Linked DNA regions of Rattus norvegicus: region 1 is linked to region 2. The links are chromatin contacts, called in public Hi-C maps. All regions are on one chromosome and are shown on one strand. The core of a region is the stretch at or near the end of the contact, and the rest is flanking DNA. Distances in the headings are between cores, read along the strand shown.

Evidence for each region. A called contact is a pair of places that touch in the nucleus more often than the background predicts.
Region 1: a Hi-C map of the A7r5 cell line shows a contact between it and region 2, with 2.1 times the contacts expected there. The contact joins the promoter of Morn2 here to the enhancer-like site in region 2. A contact is called at or near these places in 2 of 12 Hi-C or Micro-C datasets (the A7r5 cell line and kidney).

Annotation. Positions count from the first base shown.
Region 1 is chr6:20,475,143-20,478,874 of GRCr8, forward strand. It overlaps Morn2 (MORN repeat containing 2), which reads right to left and starts at 2,341. Exons shown (of 5, transcript NM_001126086.2): 1 at 2,245-2,341. It also overlaps a transcript of Dhx57 not described here.
Region 2 is chr6:20,368,230-20,371,719 of GRCr8, forward strand. The region is part of intron 17 of Arhgef33 (Rho guanine nucleotide exchange factor 33); the gene reads right to left. Among named protein-coding and RNA genes, the nearest start is that of Sos1, 84 kb to the left of the region's middle. Within about 2 kb of position 1,977, at least 1 of the 93 cell types and tissues checked has an H3K27ac peak or open chromatin away from gene starts, as enhancers often do. A contact at or near this core is called in the A7r5 cell line, where this site is marked.

The DNA.
Region 1 (3,732 bases), core at 1,091-3,590, 110 kb after region 2:
TAGTCATAAGGGAAATGCAAATCAAACAACCCTGAGATTTCACCTCACACCAGTGAGAATGGCTAAGATAAAAAACTCAGGTGACAGCAGATGCTGGCGAGGATGTGGAGAAAGAGGAACACTCCTCCATTGTTGGTGGGATTGCAGACCGGTACAACCATTCTGGAAATCAGTCTGGAGGTTCCTCAGAAAATTGGACATTGAACTGCCTGAGGATCCAGCTATACCTCTCTTGGGCATATACCCAAAAGATGCCCCAACATATAAAAGAGACACGTGCTCCACTATGTTCATCGCAGCCTTATTTATAATAGCCAGAAGCTGGAAAGAACCCAGATGCCCTTCAACAGAGGAATGGATACAGAAAATGTGGTACATCTACACAATGGAATATTACTCAGCTATCAAAAACAACGAGTTTATGAAATTCGTAGGCAAATGGTTGGGACTGGAAAATATCATCCTGAGTGAGGTAACCCAATCATAGAAAAACACACATGGTATGCTTTCATTGATAAGTGGACATTAGCCCAAATGCTTGAATTACCCTAGATGCCTAGAACAAATGAAACTCAAGATGGATGATCAAAATGTGAATGCTTCACTCCTTCTTTAAAAGGGGAACAAGAATACCCTTGGCAGGGAATAGAGAGGCAAAGATTAAAACAGACACAGAAGGAACACCCATTCAGAGCCTGCCCCACACGTGGCCCATACATATACAGCCATCCAATTAGTCAAAATGGATGAAGCAAAGAAGTGCAGGCTGACAGGAGCCGGATGTAGATCGCTCCTGAGAGACACAGCCAGAATACAGCAAATACAGAGGCAAATGCCAGCAGCACTGAACTGAGAATAGGACCCCCGTTGAAGGAATCAGAGAAAGAACTGGAAGAGCTTGAAGGGGCTCGAGACCCCATATGTACAACAATGCCAAGCAACCAGAGCTTCCAGGGACTAAGCCACTACCTAAAGACTATACATGGACTGACCCTGGACTCTGACCTCATAGGTAGCAATGAATATCCTAGTAAGAGCACCAGTGGAAGGGGAAGCCCTGGGTCCTGCTAAGACTGAACCCCCAGTGAACTAGATTGTTGGGGGGAGGGCGGCAATGGGGGGGAGGATGGGGAGGGGAACACCCATAAGGAAGGGGAGGGGGGAGGGGGATGTTTGCCCGGAAACCGGGAAAGGGAATAACACTCGAAATGTATATAAGAAATACTCAATAAAATAAAAAAAAAAAAAAAAAAAAAAAAGAGCTGTGTCACACCAGTGTTTGGGCCCTCTGCTGAAAAAGGAGAGAGAAGTCTCAAATGCCTTTTGTGCCCTCTAGTGTTACAAATATGGGGCAGCACTGGATCATGTGAATGTAACATATCTTCCACCTGCTGCATGATATGCTTTGGTAGCTTTATCAAAGATGGTTTCAATATTACTCAGGATGTTTTCTTTCTAGATGATTTGAAAGCTAAATAATATACACATACATACATACACACATATATGTATATGTATATACTTATATACGTATATATATATTGTGCTGGTACCCTAATGGTCACAGACCTGTCCTGTTTTCTGGTTGTTTGGTGGTGTTTGCCTGTTTGTTTGTTTGTTTGTTTTTAAGGTGAGGCTGTACATCTACGATTTTGTTCCTATGACTACAGGACCTGGAAAAGCTGTTGTTATTGATGCATAGCACACTGCTATTATTTGTCTTAATACATATTTATAAATATATTTATATAGATATTTTCACCTTTAATTTTAATTTTTTTAAACTGTATTTGTGCTTTCAAGTTTGGGATGGGGAAGCACCCGGGTTCACCGTGTTGAGCTGTCGTTGTACAGAAATCAGCAGCCATATTGGTCTAGAAACATTAAGCCTACTTTCTTTTCCATTTGCACAGGGGTTACTTCACTGAGGTAAAGCCTTATCCGTGTGAGTTCGATTACTAATAAAATGTTCTCTAAATAAAGGGGTGACGTTTTCCCATTCAAATCTCTGGATTATGTGAGTTAGAAAGAATCTCTGCGATTGTTCTGGCACCATAAAGGAAACAAATCCAGAGATAACAGCGAACCAACGACAGACTCGGAGGCCCAGACCATATCTCCGGATTCCCCGACACCGGGCTATCGCTGCCCTCCACCCCATTGCGAACGCTGCAGCTGGCTCCCGGTCCATCGGCTCCAGGTGAAGGCGCCCTTCCCTAGAGGCCTGGGAGGAAGCGCACTCACTTGATGGAGACGTGTAGGACAGGCTTTCGCGACTCAGCGATTCCCCTAGGCTCGCCAGCTCGGCAGGCTGGAGGGAGCTGGGCGCTAGGACAGAGCGGGCCTCGGTTGCTGGGGCGACCGGGCGACCTCTCACCCGGAAGCAAACATGCAAGGGGCCAATCGGAAGACGCCTGGGCGGGGCAGCTGCTGCGGGTGAGGTCCAAGAAGGAGGCCGAACCCAGCCCGGACCCCGACCCTGGGTGCCGCCTCCTGAGCTCTGAGGCCAGCGACGCTACGAGCCAGGTACGGCCTAACGTGGCGTGTGCGGGGCCGCGCGGGTTCAAGGTTGCCAGGCCTGCCTGCCGCCTCCCTTCTCCAGAGCTCACATCCGAGGACCGTCCTGCCCCGATGGTCCTGTCTGTCAGCTCCGGGCCAGTGAACCGGGACCAACAGGATCCTGGGGACCCCGGGATCTGCAGTCGAGGTCGTCCACGCCCGAGGCTCCGAGCAGGGTTGGATAGGAAGGGCCCCCAGCCCCGTTTCCTGTCTGTGGCCCTGTGTCGACCCGAGGGGCTATTTGGGGAGAGGGTTGGAGAAGATGAATGTTGAAGAAAGGAACTTTGCATGACTAGATATCTGAATGGAGCCGCGTGATGTATAGTAGTCAGAGGTTTGCCTGGGAGGCAAGCGGAGTGGGTTCATTTTCATCACCTCAGCTTGATGATGCTGGACGTGGGAGCCAAACTTGGATGTGAAACAAAGGATCCTTTTAGAGCCAAACTTAGATCCAGTGTCTACGGTGAAGAAGATGAAATCTTCGCAGGCTAGATAGATAGTGGAATTCTCCCCTGTGGATTATACAGTCTAATTTGTATTCTACAGTAAACGTCTGGGGAATGTGGTATCTGGGGAACTTGGTATCGCATGCCGCTGTAATCGGCATACAATAATCTTGTTTCAAATTTTTGTGTGAAAATCACAGCTCAAGTTGAAAATGTAACCTTTTCTGTGTTGGTGTGAGGCAACCTGTTTTAAAATCAGTACAGAATCTTCTTGCCTTTCTTTCAACCATGAATTGACCTCGGCTGGGTGGTTTGGGTGGTGAGATGTTTGATGTATGTTTTCCTTTCTTCCTACATTCAAACAAACAAACAAAAACACGATATGCAGCAGGGCGTGGTAGTGCATGCCTTTGAAGGCAGAGACAGATGACTCTCTATAAATTCGAGTCCAGCCTGGTCTACAAAGGAGTTCCAGGACAGCCAGGGCTACACAGAGAAACCCTGTCTGGAAAGACAGAGGGGGAGGGGGAAAAGGAGAGGGAAGGAGATGTGTGTGTGTGTGTGTGTGTGTGTGTGTGTGTGTGTGTGTGTGTGTAATTATTGATGCACAGCATTAGAGAACTTAATTTGTGCTATTTCTTCAGTCACATGTTAATCATTTAATGTCATTATGGTTTTGTGAGTGTGTGTATATCCTGCTGTCTTTAGAGAACTTGTAGTTTGGACT
Region 2 (3,490 bases), core at 727-3,226:
GTGTATACATGTATTTTAAAGAGATTTATTTATTTATTATATGTAAGTACACTGTAGCTGTCTTCAGACACACCAGAAGAGGGCATCGGATCTCACTACAGATGGTTGTGAGCCACCATGTGGTTGCTGGGATTTGAACTCAGGACCTTTGGAAGAGCAGTCGGTGCTCTTAACCATTGAGCCATCTCTCCAGCCCCTACATGTATTTTAATAAAATTACAATGTGTGCTGCTTATTACATAGGAGACAAATGTAGGAATACAAAATCTCATCTAGGTAAACGTAAATGTAGCTCTGTGGATCCTATAACCCCAAATAACCCTACTCTAATGGGACCGATACAGTTCTGGGAATCTGGGGATCATGGTGTCATCACTGAGATGACATAAGAAAGAGGGGGTGGAGAAGCCGTCAGCTACCACAGAACTCCACTGAAGGAGTTTCACTAATGGTCTAGTTTCGATCTCAGGTGAGCCGAAACACTTAGAAGACGGAATAGCTCAGCAAAAGGATCCTGTAATCCACACAGCCCTCTTCCTCAGAGGATCCAGTTCTGAACGCAGAAAAATTAGCCGCTCCTTGCTTGGACTTGTATGCAGATCCCTCAGGGCTGTAAAAGTTACTTCTGGGACCTCCTGGCCTAAGACAAATCAGCATCGCTGCTGAGGTGCTTATCACACGCGTCATTTCCTGCAGACACCAGTGGTCAGAGGGCTGGAGGCCAGGCGCACAGCAACTGTCTCTCCTTGACTTTGTTCCTAGTTTTATGTCAAGTATCACACATCACTAAAGACCCCACCTCCCCTTTCAGTTTGCAGTGCCATCCTGAAAGATTATAAAATATGCCAGGAGAAAAGGGAGTGAACTATCACTCTTTTAATTGAAGTTTTTTGTTTGTTTGTTTGTTTAATATTAGTGAGAATGGCGTGGTCTATTTAACTGATTTTGAAGACGTCTGTATCTTACTACTTTTCTCATTGGCGTTTTCCTTTAAAAATGTGGAGACTGAACTGACAAAGCTGAAGTTCTACCACACGCAAAGTGGAAATGATTTATGGAGCACAAAAAGAGAAAAAGGCGTAGCCTTGCCCTTGAGAGGACTTGCCTTCTTAGTAGGAAGGTAAGACAAATATCAAGAGGTGAACTAGTCACACCACACAGGACCTCAGGAATATGAGGGCTTAACCCGGATCTACTGATCAGCACAGCAGAAGAATCCAAGCAGGGATGTGAAGAAAGCAGGACTGAGCTGGAAAGTGCATGGCTACTGGCAAAAGGAGGAGTCTGGTTTAGTTATCAGTTTATGCAGAACCGCAGACAGTCAGAAAACTAGAAGCCCTGTAGAGAGTGGCCCTAAACGGTGACACTGAGGTCTCGGGAATCTGAGCATAGACAAGAGCGTAGACAAGTGCGCTTGGGAATAGGAATGTGCTAGGGACGTGGGAGGCAGTGCTTAGAGGTGGGTAGATGTGCACTCATTCAGTGTCCAGCTAACAGCAAACAGGGACCCAGAGTGGCAACATTACTATTAGTTTAATAATGTACCATGGTGGTCTGCAGGTGTGGACGGGGTATACTATCAAAATAAAATCTGAGAGGTGTGTGATATTTTAAAACTTTCTAATAACCACTTTTGATGACAAGTGGGTTATGGAAGGAAGAGAATTCTTATTTTTGTTCATAGTTTAGTTGTTTAACTCTTCATGCCCGGTTGATTTGGCATTGCACTTTTAAACACTGCCCAGAACAATTTTAGCCTGATAAAAATCTGACTTCAGAGGTCTGTTAACTCCCAGGAAATGAAAATCTTAGCTAGCACTTAAATATTGAAACTCCCAAAATTCGGTAGTAGTCCTTTACATGTTCCCCATATTTAATTGTACGTGTGTTCTCACTTAATCACTGGACAAGAGAAAGGTGGTCATACTTAAAAACAAAGCATCCAACAGAGCATTCCTACAGAGGCACCGTCTGAATGAGTCAGTGTGAATACTGAAACTGTGTAAGCAGCTGCCTTCCACTGGAGTCAAGTAGTTTAAACCTTTCTGTTTCTTCCTGTTACAAAGCTGGTGTTTGGGGCCTACTAAGGAAAAGGATGCTGGCCATCTGGGGCGTGTCTGGGTTCAACAGCCCACTTGATTACTCCAGAGCCAGGCAGGCCTCTCTCAAGTAGGACTGAGTCTTCTACTATGAAAGGGGCTATGAAAGCTTCTTTGCTCCCTCCTAGGAGACTTGAGTGGTACATCCCTGAGGTTTCATTCTGACCTGTGTCGGTAGTAACCACCATGCAAATGTGACCATCAAAGAACTGGTGCTGGGGTCAGCGTCAGCCTAGACTAAAGGAAGCCTTGGGGCTGGGGATGTAACTTAGTGTCTGAGCACAAGATCCTGGGTGCACAGCCTCTGAAAGAGGATGTGGCTGAGTCAGTTTTGCTCCTGGTCTGTGCGGGCTTGAGTGGGTCTAACACTCATGAGAGCTACTGGATCTACGACTGTTGCAGTCCCAACACAGCCCACACAAAGAAAATATTTCTTTGTTTTTTGGCCACAACCCTGTTCCCTTTACTGATTTCCATAACCATAGAATAAGTTGGAGAGGACTGTATCTTTAAGTTTTGAAGCTTCTAAGTCATAGTTTAAGGACAAATTCTTTAGAACTCTGATTGGTACACATCAAATTTGGTTCTAGTAATCCTATGCCGTGAAGGATGTTATAGCTGCCTTCTGCAAAAATAGGAAGCAAGACACAGTTGGACCCTCACATAGAGTGTACTAGTCTAAGCACAGTGGGATGAGTTCATGAACTAAGCATTAAAATCCCTAGGAAGCACAAAATCACACCCATGCTAAAAAGGAGCATGCTTATTACTGTACTTGGGGAATGACTTCAAGGTGCAAGGTTTGTTCTTACAAACATTTATTTTCCTCCAAATTTAGTATGTTTTCTTTTCTGTAATGATGTGGAAAGTCTTCATTTCCCTTTTCCCAAGTGTTGAGGTTCATAGAGCCAAGTCTTAACCGTACACTAATCTTCATCTCTTCAGTATCTTGTATGTTGATTTAGTTTCATATGTAAATATTTATATTAGTTTTCCTTAGGGATTTATACATTGAGATATATATATATATATTCCTACAGAGATATATACAAGCTTTTACCCTCCTCTTACCACTCGACAATACAACTGTAAATGTATTTACACAGCTGTTCCTTGGTCAAGGTCATTTGCAAGAGCAAGTCGGTTTCTGAAGAAATCTTGTTTGGTGGGTGAAGGATCCATTGAGGGGTTCTCATTAGTTTTTTCCCTGTATTCTGATCCACTGGACCTAAAATCTCAGCACACAGATAAAGTACAGGTTGATTTGGTTTTAATTGTCTTCAAGTATTTATCTATCCAAATTGCTTCGCATTGTAAAACAGTTGCCTCCTAGACCTGGAATCATTTTTACTCCCCTGGATTTCAAAACTTAAGATATGTGCGTCTTATGT